2 separate regions of the Bos taurus genome follow, and region 2 is linked to region 1. A link is a contact called in public Hi-C data. All regions are on one chromosome and are shown on one strand. The core of a region is the stretch at or near the end of the contact, and the rest is flanking DNA. Distances in the headings are between cores, read along the strand shown. Region 1 overlaps WWOX (WW domain containing oxidoreductase). Region 2 overlaps WWOX (WW domain containing oxidoreductase).

Region 1 (6,361 bases), core at 1,011-3,510:
GCTTCAACGCTGAACGGTGGGATGGCCCGAGATCTGTACTTCCTCATTCACATGGGCTGCCTGTACGATACTGCAATTGCTCAGCCCTCCCCCACCCCAGTGCCCGCCGCCCAGCCACCCGGCCGCAGAATGCAAACGTCTGGGGCATCATTAAGGCACTTCTATACAGCGCCGACCAAGGGCTGACCCTGCGACCATTTCCACCATTAGATTTGAATGACCTCGGCAGCAGGGCTGAGAGGCCGGAGTATTAATTCACAGAGAACCACAAGCCCAATTTAAGATTTAATTTGAGATAACGAAGAGCTCCTGAAAGTGTATTCAAACTTCTCAGCGTGCAAGAAAAGGCCTTTCCCTGTTTCCCACGTTGAATGTGAATCCAATCTTTCCTTAACAGAATTTATTCACCAATTTACAAGCAACGTGCAAGCCTCCTTTTCTCTTTTTCCAGTTCCTCTGCTTAGTCAAACCCCCTTGTGATGTGTCTTTATGGGACCTTTTTTTTCCCCTTCCTTCCTAATTTACAAGTGGCTGCCCTTGAGGGATTACTTTTCAATTTTACTGCATCCTTGAAGAGAAAACAGCCTTCGTTAGGTATCTCCCCCAACACTCTGGTTCCCCTGGATCCCAACTTAAATATGCTAAGTGTCTGTTCAACAGGGACGCTGTCCTATAAAAAGCTTTGGCCCTGCAGTGTGACTCTGGAAGGCAAAGCCATGGAAGGATGCAAAGCACTCTGCTGCAGATTAGCAAATCTGTGCTTCTGGGTTCTGGCATGTGTCTAGACTCTGAAGTCTTCATTTCTTAAATATTTAAAGTTCTAGGGACTTCGCTGGTGGGTCGAGAGGCTAAGAATCTCCTTTCAAATGCAGGGGACGCGGGTTTGATTCCTGGTCGGGGAAGGATGATCCCATATGCCACAGGGCAACTAAGCCTGCATGTTACAATTACTGAACCTGTGTGCCGGGACACAGAACCCACACGCTGCGGCAAATATCCTGGGTGCCAAAGACCAGACCCAGCCAGATAAAATTAATAATGTTTTAATTAGAAAAAGTATTTAAAATTCTAGCTGGGGATGGGAATGATATGTGTTGGACTCAGAAGCCTGAGTCTTAGCTGGTGTTTAGTGAGCCATGGAATTCCACTTTCCCCCAGGCCTCGGTTCCTTGTCTGTGAAATATGAAACACACCTTGGCGCTTCCCAAAGGCAACTTTAAACCCTACAAACGAAATAATGCACGGGTGCAAGAATACCGCTAGTCACCTGACCTTGGCCCTGGGACAGTGTTGGAAAATGAATAACTGAGCCTTGTAAACATTCTGGTTGCTGTTAAGATGAGACCAGGGGCAAAGGCAAGCATCACAGCGTTTCACAATCCTGCCACTGGTTTGCTTTATTTGCCTTGGGGTTTTCAAAAGGAGACACCACGGGTGGGCGGGAGCAGGGAGGGGGCGTGGGCGGCGGGACACGGCTGGTGAGGCTGGTTTCCAGCTCAGCCTCCCCCGTGACGAGCCGTGTGACCCAAGTCAGTCTGCAGTTCTGGGCCTCAGTTTCCTTCTTTTATTCTTCTGCTCATTAGGTACAGAGGAAGCTCTCCATGAGGGAAGGGCGGGTAGAGGTTAAACCACAGCTCCTGACTCATAAAAGATGCATATGGCCAAACAGGCCAAGAGGAATGACCCAGAAAGCTGTAGGGCATGGTGGGGGGAGCTGAACAGTGCTCTTCCAGATTCACGCTCATTACAAAGCTCAGAATGTGACTTTATTTGGAAACAGAGTCTTTGCGGGTGGAGTTAAGATAAAGATCAAGATGACTTTATACTGGCTAAAGGTGACTCCTAGCTCCAATGACTGGTGGTGCCCTTTTAAGAGATGGAAAAGGACATATAGGGTCAGAGAGATGAAGGTCAGGCGAGGAAGTGGCCACGACTGAAGCGATGTGAAGCCTAGGAATGCCAGCGACCACCAGGAGCTGCAAGAGAGGCCTGGAACAGATTCTGAGTCTCAGGGAAGAAAAAGAACAAGACAGACCCTGCCAGTACTTTGATTTTGGGTTTCTGGCCTCCTAAACGGTGAGACAGCAATTCCTGTCTAAGCCACCTAGCTTGTGATGGTAGCAGAAGGAAACTCACATAAGGGATATGCTTTGTACTTAACCAAGAGGCCCCTTCCTGAGCAAAGGCCCAGGGTTTTTATTTTCACTGGAGTTCTCAGCATATTTTAGGGTTAGGAAGGCGGTGTGCAGTCATCCTGCCCTATTGACCCCAAGAACTGCCTAGGTTTTCTTGGCAGTCGACCATCAACTTTACTAATAGGAATGGGGCCTGGAATCTTCTGGGTAGAATTTCTCAATGGCTTGTTTGAGTTTTTTTTTAAAGGATGGTGAAGTGATCGAGGAGTATCACGGTGTCCCCAGACAATACCCTTGGGTCTTCTGAGATTCCATCGTTGTCTCCTGCACACAGACGGGCTACTCCCACTGGTCAAGGGCGGGCAGAGGAGAACATGTCCAGAGCTTCGGGTTGCGGGTGGGCAAGGGCGATCCCGCACTGCACACTTGGATTTCTGACATTAAAATGATAGGTGATCATCACTGTTCTTGTTCAGTGTCGGCACGTAGGCTTAAGCGGCTTCCCCGATGCTTGCTGCCAGCAGAGACGGGTTCTCTGCATCCAGAGAGCCCGCTAGGGTGCCAGGTCTGCTGCAGGTACTCAGAGGGTCACAGCAACGATGCAGGCTACAGGACAAGATAAACCACAAGAAAAAGGCCTGACTTGCATTATTTTGTTTCCGCCTCATTGACACCTTTTGTTGTTGTTGTTCAGCTGCTAAGTTGTGTTCAGCTCTTTGCTACCTCATGGACTGCAGCACGCCAGGCTTCCCTGTCCTCCACTATCTTCCAGAGTTTGCTCAAGTTCATGTCCACTGAGTCAGGGATGCCATGCAGCCATCTTATCCTCTGTTCGCCCCCTTCTCCTCCTGCCTTCAATCTTTCCCAGCATCAGGGTCTTTTCTAGTGATTTGGGTCTTCACATCAGATGGCCAAAGTATTGGAGCTTCAGCATCAGTCCTTCCAATGAATATTCAGGGTTGATTTCCTTTAGGGTTGACTGATTTGACCTCTGACACCTTACTACCCCCACTGGAAAGCTAGCAGTAATGGCAGAGATAACACTGAAATCCAGGTCTGCCTGGTTCCAGGGCTTTCTACCATACGCCAAGGCTCGGATGAACAAGGGCTGCAGCACAGCTCATGACAAGCCTGACTCACAGGGGAGGGTTTCGTGCTGGGGGCTGCGATGGTGAGGGAGGGGAGGAGCCGGGATATGCCCAGGCTGGAAGGGAGGCCTGTGACCTCCAGGTGTCCAGGCCTCCAGGTGCACCGAATGCAGAGGAGCACGTCCTTCCTTGGGCAAGGCCACAGCCTTCCCGGGACGGTCCATGAGATGCTGAGTCCAGGCAGGCGGGGGCATGAAGGCCTGTCCACACTGGCCCGAGCGGTGGTGCTGACACACCGATGGGCCCTTTTGGCTCCACAGGCCCCTGCAAGGTCGGCTGGGACCCTCTGCTGGCTGCATCTCAGCTCAGCCTCTCTGCCAGCTTCATCTTACCTACAGGTGTTGACCCTAAGAAAACTCCCGCACGGGAAATCTCCCCTCTGAGTCGGCTCCCCGGAACACCCAGTGAGATGGTCTCTCATTTCTAAGGAAGACTGTCAATGATGAGAGGGGTGGCTGGGGCCTGAGGTGTTCCTGGGGGTTGCAGGAGGAAGCTGGGAGAAGATGGAGCCCGTCTGAGCAGGGCCCGCATGCCTGCACTCTGGCGCCGCCGCCCTGACGCCCACAGAGTGCGGGACTTAAGGGGGCTGCGTTTGAGCTTCTTTGTTGACATAATTAGCGCTGGCTCCGAGCACGAGGTTTCATGGCCAACTTGGCGTGGGCTTGGGAGTTTTGATTGGCAAATTTGAAGCAAAGTTCAGCCAAGTTCTGTATCTATTTTGCACTGGGCCGAATGCACATCTAAAGAAGCCAACTCTTCCGATAGGTTTTCAGTTTTATGGTTGTTGGGAGCTGAAGATATTAGCTCTTTAAGTGGACAAATGCTTCTGGCAGGCCAGGCCACGCTCGGAGGAGGAGAAATGCCTGTGGGTTCCTCTGAAAATTAATGTAATAAGATGCATTAATCAGAATTCTATCAAGTCTCTACACTTGGCCTGGGCTTAAGAGGCAATACTTTGAAATTGCAGTTTGGCTAAGCTTCCCTATTCTTTGCAAATCAGAATTGAAAAAGAAGGAAGAAAGAAAAGAAACAGAGCTAAAGTTTAAGAAAAACCGGCAATGGGAAAAAGGTATAAAGAGCCCCTTTAGCTCCACTAGGGGCCGCAGAGGACTCTGAACGATTTGACCTTTGCCATTTCCCCAGAGTTACTCCACGCTGGCATCAGAGAGGTTGGGTTAGACCCCCAAGTTGCTCAGAACTGGTTTGGACCAGTGTCTTGGGTCCAGGCTGTTTGCTAGCCAGTTTCTGGCTGACAATAACCTATTGCAGGACTTGCAGTGGCATCTTGGCTGTTTCTTATCCTCAAATGTTTGTAACCAGGGAATGAAAAAATTTGGAAGTTAAAACAGATTGACGCAGACGGGCACATTGGCACTGGGTGACTTTTGCCTCAAATGTTACCTTCTTGGGAACCCAAAGAACAGCGAGCTGCAGACTCAGAGCCAATACCAATTTCTCCCCAGCAACTCGACGGTTTTGGGTGACACTTTACAATTTAAAGTGACATACCAGTGCCCCGAACATTTGTACTACATTTTGGCTGTGCTTTTAATGGGACATAGCTACATCTGTATTTACTATTATAATTCAGTACCCAAGAGATGAATATTTTTAAAGACAAAGGGCCAGGCTTTTGTAGAAACATTTTTTTCCCTTTTATAAAAAAAAAAAAAAAAAGTGGCTCCTTTTTGTCTGGTAGACTTTAGTAATTGGCAGGATTTTGAGTAAGCTCTTTTAAGAGCCCTCCATTTCTATTTTCACATTAAACACACTTGCAGTATCCATTAAAAGCACAAATACTGAAGCACACACCAGGACTGCCAATGAACTTACACGTGGAGGCCATGGGATATCAGGAGAGACGACGTGAGCCTTGGTATAGCTTGATTTCTTAGGGATCTCGGAGTCGGAAAAGAAGAGGGTGCCTCTTTCTTCTGCTTCTTGGACCCGGCCAGTGTCCCCTGTTTTACATCAACTCTATATCCAAGGTTTTTATCAGAAGGGGTCAAGTTCAGGATTTCACTACAGCAACAAATGCTGGCTTCTGCTTTTACCTCGGGGAGTATTTCCACTAAAGCCTGGGGGACTCTACTTGGGAGAGGCAGAACAGATGCGTGGATGTTTCTGCCCGGTTCCAGCTGAGACCCCGAGCTGTATGGGTCAAGGATGATGGAGTAACATCCCAGGAACGACGCACGAGGTCACCCAGGGGACCTAGGAACATCTGGGAAAGAGCGGGGCCAGGGTGTGGGCTGGGGCGGGGGCCTCCGGACCCTGAAGGGACCTTCAAAGTCATTCTCAAGGTGACACGCGGGCCCTGACCGAGCCAGACATGCATGCGGACTTGTAGGCGGCCACGCAGCAGACGAGGGTCATTTAACACAGGCAGTCAGGGCGGCCGGCAACTGCCCTTGGCCTCGGACTGACAGTCGCACATGGAGCTCTTTAGCTCCTTTTCCAGATTTCTTTAAAAAAAAAAACAAAACAGGAAGGACAGGGAGGATGCAAGCCCGGGGGAAAAGACGGGGCCAGAACTCAGCGGAAGTCTTCTCTCAGCGCCTCTCCCGCCCCCAGAGATGGGTGTTTCGGATGGAAGCTGATGCACTAGACAAGGAAGGGGTCCTGATTTGAGATCTCAGACCATCTCTATGGGTTGGGGTCCTTCAGGGGCACAGAGGCACACTCCAAGTGGTCATCTGAGGAGCGCTTGATAAAAGTGCTCTTGGCAAAGGTAGGTGTCAGATCACAGGAACCGGTGAGATTTCGAGCAGCGTCCTGGGTTTAGTAACAGTAGGAAGAGCGCCCTAGCCCTGCCAGCTGAAACTGGAGGCAGGAGGCCCCCACACGCCCTGCAGGGAGTGAGCCTGGGGACCGAACAGCCGCGCCTTGCTTTGTCTGCATTCCTACTGGTGCACAGCATCTCGAGATCTGGCCTGAGGATGAGGTCAGCACAGGCCGCTGAGGTCAGCCTCCCGGGACACTGGGGCAGGGCTGGGGGAACTGAAAGGGATGAAGACAATCAAGGCAGAAACCACACGCTGGAGGGCCGCTGGGGGCCTCAAGGGCCTAACTGCCAGG
Region 2 (6,361 bases), core at 1,561-4,060, 46 kb before region 1:
TGAAGGAAAATCACTGATCATGCCATGACTTCTTGAGTGATGAATGGAGATCCAGGGTATCACGTGCAAATACCATCCATCCAGATCTCACACCACGGGACGAGGAAGAACGCAATGCGACAAGACAGGCATACTCTGCGTCCTGTCATAATCAGGCTTGATTCTAAGGCTGGACAGTGACCGCCTCCAGGACTCAGCCTATTCCTTTGGCTCCCAGCAAGGAAGCCGCCCAATTGCAGGCACTCCAGAGAGTCTATGGAATGAATGTTCCATCTCCCATCTAAATGGGTTGGGGACTCTGATTTTCCCCGAAAATAGATTTTGACCAAAACCTGTACATCAGTTTTCTAGAAGCCCTGGCCTTCAAGAAAAACCTGGCCAAATCAAACTGCAAAAAAAAAAAAATTTCTTCTTTTAAGATTTTTGCTTGTTGCAGTGGTGACTCGGGAGACAAAATTTTACAAGAGGCCCCAGGGGCTTGAAGAAGGGGCAGTGAATGAGGAAGAGTGTTCTGAAAGAAGCAGGGTTTTACAGGTCTCTGTGAGCAAGTCATCATATACAAGAAGGCAGGGCAGTTCTCTGAATTGTGAGCCTATCTTAACTTTGAAACACACTCCCATGTTGGAGAAACACGCTGTCTTTCCACTCTCAATATATCAAGTTCTTTGAAATCCTCCGCTCCCAGCGGTCGGGTTGTCAAAAAACAGTGGTTCACACTTTCGTGAACTCTCAGATGGACCGCCGGTGAGAGTCCATCACGGCTTAGGCAAGCGAACTCCCTCGCCGATAATAAATAAGGAGCAAAGGGAATGAAGATGGGCGTTTTGGCTGGATTCCAAACGCGAAAACCTGCCTACCCACCTTCAAAATGATGCAAGATTGCAGTTTGTTTAATGTTCATCTTATGTGCTTAATTACCGATAGTGCTTGACTAATTATTTCTTGTTTTGTAGACTATTTAAACAGAGAAGGAAAGCAGCTACACACTTTTGTACCCTGAATGAGGATTTGTAACTCATTTTTGTAATCGCGCGGATTCCCAGAGGGCTTCATTACAAACACCAAAGAAAACAGGATGCGAAAAGCAGGTGACAGTCTAATTTCCACAGGTACGGGGTGAAGCATTTAGAGTGAAGTAGTGGAAAATAAAATAAAAAACAGCCTTTAGATGTTTCCAGCCATGTAAAGTGTTTTCATGTTAATAAGAGAGAAAACTGCAAAGGCAGCAAAGACATCTTTGTTTGGGGCTGGCGGCTTTTCTGATGCCCGACTTGCTCCAGCATCTCTGTGCGATCATGAAATAAACCACAAAATAGATCCTGGTTTCCTTCCTGAAATCAGTGTTTGTTGGGTTACATATGGCAGCATTGACTTGGATCTTCTCTCTGTTTTCACTCTTTCAACTTTCCTACATTTTAACAGTGATTTTTGGTCAGATGAAAAACCATGTCACAAGAGTTCCAAATGTTTAGAAAAATAAGAGGTTTAAACTCAGTTAACAGTACGGCAGACTCGAGAGGTTCCAGGTTGTGAAAAATCAGTTTGGGGCATGACGATGTTGTCTCTTGGACAGACATCAGGTTTATTGACCAAGAGATCTGTCACCAGTCTGGTTTTCTTTTTTTTTTTTTTTTGAGAGAGCTGACTTGATATCCAGGATGGTGTTAGATGTTTGGGGATGTGGAAGAGAGCCTGACAAATTGTGAGCCGTAATCCTGTCCTTAAGGCATCAATAAACCAATGGGAATTTGAGAAGGGCTATCTGTGGACATACTCGCTGTGTCTCCAGGTGAGATGCAGACTTCATCAAGCCCCCATTAGCACAGCAGTCAGTCCGGCAGGCGCTGTTAGCCCCTTTCCAGGTGAGGAGACTGAGGTCGGCGACCTTGGAGGCCATAATCCTTGCCCTCCGTCTCCTCCTCAGCTTTCCTCCCTGAGCTTTTCTGCCTGAACAAATACTTCGGATCATAGAACTTAGAATGTGTTGCCAGTGGATTTCAAGAAGTTGACCTCAGCAGCTTGGCTGGGATAGGAACCAAGATGCTGGGTGCTGGAGGGAAGGGGGTGCAGAGGAAATGGAAGAGTGACGCTGAGGACATTTACCGAGCCCGCAGGGGCCAGGCGAGCTGCACGCCCTGCACACGCGCCCGCTCCAGTCCTCACGGCGGCCCTGCGGAGCAGGGGCCAACAGTAACCGCAGCATAGCGAACGCGCAAGCGCTAACGTGCTGACTAGCTGCCGGTCATGGCTGAGCACGCTTCTACACCCCAGGGAGCAAAAAAAGACAGAAACCCCAAACTTATATTCTAGAGGGCAGGGAATAGCAAAAAGTTCACACAGGGCTGTGTCTACATCTGCAAGATGAAGAAACAGGATGCAGGGCGGGAAAGAGGCATGAGGCAGCTTCATTCCATAGTCAGCGGGGAGGAAAGAGTGTGCGGAGAAATGGGCGTGTGAGCAACGCCCTGAACCTGAAGGGGAAGCGCGCACAGCGACAGATGAGAGCATTCCACGCAGAGAGACGGCAAAGGCAAAGCCCCAGGGACAGGGCCACGCCTGGCATGTCTGAGAAACTGCAGAGGTGAAGCAAAAGGAGAGGAGGTGGAGACAGGTCAGAGGGAGGAGGGGGCAGGTCAGAGGGAGGAGGGGGCAGGTCAGAGGGAGGAGGGGGCGGCAGGTCAGAGGGAGGAAGGGGCAGGTCAGAGGGAGGAGGCGGCAGGTCAGAGGGAGGAGGAGACAGGTCAGAGAGAGTAAGAGGCAGGTCAGAGGGAGGAGGGGGCAGGTCAGAGGGAGGAGGAGGGTCAAAGGGAGGAGGAGGCAGGTCAGAGGAGGAGGGGGCAGGTCCGAGGGAGGAGGAGGCAGGTCAGAGGAGGAGGGTCAGGTCAGAGGGAGGAGGAGGCAGGTCAGAGGGAGGAAGCAGGAGGGCAGAGGGAGAAGGACGCAGGTCAGAGGGAGGAGGAGGCAGGTCAGAGGGAGGAGGCAGGCAGGTCCAAGGGAGGAGGAGGCTGGTGAGAGGGAGGAGGAGGCAGGAGGGCAGAAGGAGGAGGAGGCAGGTCAGAGGGAGGAGGCAGGCCAAGCAAACAATGAGGCCCTTTCATTCTGTTTGAAGATTTTACCTTTTAATTTTCCTGAAATGAAATATAATGAATGAAGTCCTGGATGGATAAAGTAGGACTAACTTTTCGGGCTTCCTCTTCCATCTGGATAAATGAGAAGACGAAAGAGTTGTCTGAATGCAGGATCCTCCTCATTACTGAGGGAAGATCATGACTCAGTCCTGACCTGGGAGGGTGTTTAAGGAAAAGTATTTGTTGCTGGAAGAGGTATTTAAATGTCCTGGGGCTCTTCGAACCAGCAGAAATAGGAACCACTTATGTTAACAGGCAGAGTAATAAGACTATACGGAGGAAACTTGCGTTTTCATACTTTATGCCTTAATTTTAAGTGGGGTTATAAGATTTCCTGTAGGAATTCAGAGTGTTATCTTATTTTATGCCCCAAACTAGAAAGAGCATTCCGCTGGGTTTGCCAAGCTGTTAAGATGAAAATATCTGTTTGAGGATAGCATAATAGATGAGGTGTTTAAGGCATTTTCCTTTAGATTTTTGGTTAATCTTCTTTTAGTTAATTTTCTGAGATAAAATCCAGTTATAAATAACCTGAGGGCACCCTAACTGGGCTGTTCTGAGAATGGCGAATCTTTAAGAGCTAGAACTTCTGCCTTTTAGAGATCTCTAGAGGAAGCAGTACTTTGAAAATTATCCAAAGCAAAATAAGTCGAGAGCATTAACAAATTAAAGAGGGGGGAGGAGAGAGAAGAAAGAGGTGAGTGAGGAAACTTAGTTGACATTCATCAGATGGCAGATCTTACCCTTGAAACTCCTTTTTTTCCTTTTTATAAAAAAAGTCAAACATTCAACATCTATTTGTTGATTACAACAGAGAATTGGTGAGTTTCTATCACAGGAGAGTAACGGGAAATTCATTCTTTTGTACAAAGGAAAGCAGAGCAAACTCCAGGTGAAACACAAAGTTCAGGAAAGAAGGCATGCCCGTAAATAAACAGACTATTTAGACGGATGTTCGGTAGGTGTCATCTTAAAATGAGAAGTTTAAGAGCTGCTTTAAAGATAGCTGGTGGGAGAAGAAAGAAGAGGGGATGGGAAAAGAGAGAAAGAAACAGAACTTTAAGTGTTCTCCAGTGTTACAATGTAAACTGAAATTTATAAAAAGATTATAAGGTAGGAGGGGCAAGGACGTTGTGTAAATGGGTTGGAATATGAATCCTTCGTCAGCACAACAGAGAAGACGCTGGCTGCCAGCCATCTGGAGTGTATATATTATCATGGAGACTGTTTATAAAAATAAGAGAGGGTTGGAGGCCCCAAGTGGGCATAACTCAAAACAAAACGAATCTGTAGGACCAGATGAGGGCGGGTGATTACCTCCAGGTACTCACAGACTGAACAGCAGGAGGAGGAAGGATTGGAACCAGTTTCTACAAAGTAGTAAGAGGCCGGGAGTATCGTTTCTTTAAAAAAAAAAAAAAAAAAGGAAGAAGATGCCCTAGAAACCTGTAAGTCAATAACCCTGTCACCAACTGGAAGATTATCCGGGACACGTGGAGCCTCTGCTGACAAGCAAGTTAAAAGGGTACCCAGGGTTGTAATTGAGCAGGAAATTGCCGCTGTGGCTTAGGAAAACTGAGTCTTGCTTATGGGTTTGCCTCCATCTTTTTTAAGCTTCTTCGATAAAAGGTGGCTGGTGAAATGGACTGGGCTTTCGAAGGTACCCACACCTTGAGATAAAGAATATGAAGAATCGGGAAGATTAGCAAGGCCAATTCCTTACAGCCAAGAAAGAGAACAAAAAAGATGAACAAGTCACCAAAACACCTTCTCGCCTTAATGTAAAGCCTGACAAATTGAGTTGCCTTTTTTTTTTTTTTTATCCCCAGCCTGGCAGATCAGACACTTGACAATGAGAGAAAATACTAATCTGGGCCAGAAAACAGAAAGCTCTCATATACTGGGGGAATAATAAATGTGGAGGGTGGCTTATACAGCAAGATGGCTGCCACAAGACTGGTGCAGGGAGGTCTGTACCAGAATTCTGTTACTGATTTAACACAAGCGGTAGAGACCGAAGGAAGCGGTGAACACGGAGCGGTGACCTTAGAGCTGGTTGTTCTCCCTGCAGAAGCTGCTTAGTCACATGCTGCTCTCAGTCACCCCTGAACTCAAGACGGGGAGGGCCAATCCCTGACCCTCTTCAGAATCCTCCAAGTCTACAGGGTGGGAGGAGACAGCGTGTGTAAACCGTCTCACTAGAAATTAGTAACATGCCCAGAAACACCGGCCATGGGGAGATTCCTTTAAGAGGCCAACTCCTCAAAGGCATTCGTGGAATGAGAAGCCATGTGGGTAGAGACACATGGTTCAAATGCATGCTGTTTTTCTCTTCTCTTTTTTTAATCGCTGGATCTATGTGCCTGAAGGGGAACTCTTGGCTTCCTTAAGGTTCTAAGGGATCATTGACCACCTCCTCTAAGCAGTTCCAATGAAAATCAGTTCTACACTTGCGTCATGATCAAATGCACACCTGTGTACAGGGTTATGCTTGGAATGGTGAGCTAGGTGTTCTGCCAGCCTGTCATTACGGTACTGAGTTACTACATTTAATCACACACACACACACACAAGTAAACCAGAGGAAAATTCTTCTGTGAACAGACACAGCTGAAGGCATTTTACATTTTCTCCACTGCCCACTGCCAATATGACTTTCAGTCACTTTCCATCTGAGCCCTGATGCCTTCTGCCAATAACATCGAATCCATCCCACGTGCCAGCCACTGCAGTTGGCCTCGGGCAGGTGTGAGTTCAAGCTGTAGTGCGGGGGTGGGGGGGCAGGACTCCACTTAGCAAGTGCCGCTCTCTTTCTCTCTGCTCTGCTGTCCCCCCACCCCAGCCCCTCACTCTCCTGGGATCACATCTGCTCAGGCTGCAGCTTTCCTGTAGGCACCTCATGCCAGGGTCCCCTACCCTGACCACTGGGGGGGGTCCTTCCTTATGCTCTCCTGGAGGCTCTTCCTTCATCTGTAGAATGCCTCGGCATGCCGACTGCTGTGGGCACATGCTTGGACCTAAGCTGTGCCTGCCCTTCCCCAACTGTTCCCCAAGCTGATACACAGGACTTGCCAAAGGAAGGGAGCCCTCAAAACATCCCAAATGAACAGGTCTCTTCCAAAGATTGAGTGTGCCACTGGCCAAATGATCTGTATTCTTACCACTTCTGCTAGATGGCAAATACTTGTGTCACTATTAAAAAAAAAAAAAAATCAGGGTAAGAAGATGGTAAC

Evidence for each region. A called contact is a pair of places that touch in the nucleus more often than the background predicts.
Region 2: a contact with region 1 is called in a Hi-C map of liver, with 2.8 times the contacts expected there. The contact joins two enhancer-like sites. A contact is called at or near these places in 2 of 11 Hi-C or Micro-C datasets (liver and skeletal muscle).

Annotation. Positions count from the first base shown.
Region 1 is chr18:5,832,265-5,838,625 of ARS-UCD2.0, reverse strand. All of the region lies in intron 8 of WWOX (WW domain containing oxidoreductase), which reads right to left. Among named protein-coding and RNA genes, the nearest start is that of MIR2285AL, 260 kb to the right of the region's middle. Within about 2 kb of position 2,260, at least 6 of the 102 cell types and tissues checked have an H3K27ac peak or open chromatin away from gene starts, as enhancers often do. A contact at or near this core is called in liver, where this site is marked.
Region 2 is chr18:5,878,765-5,885,125 of ARS-UCD2.0, reverse strand. The region is part of intron 8 of WWOX (WW domain containing oxidoreductase); the gene reads right to left. Among named protein-coding and RNA genes, the nearest start is that of MIR2285AL, 310 kb to the right of the region's middle. Within about 2 kb of position 2,810, at least 7 of the 102 cell types and tissues checked have an H3K27ac peak or open chromatin away from gene starts, as enhancers often do. A contact at or near this core is called in liver, where this site is marked.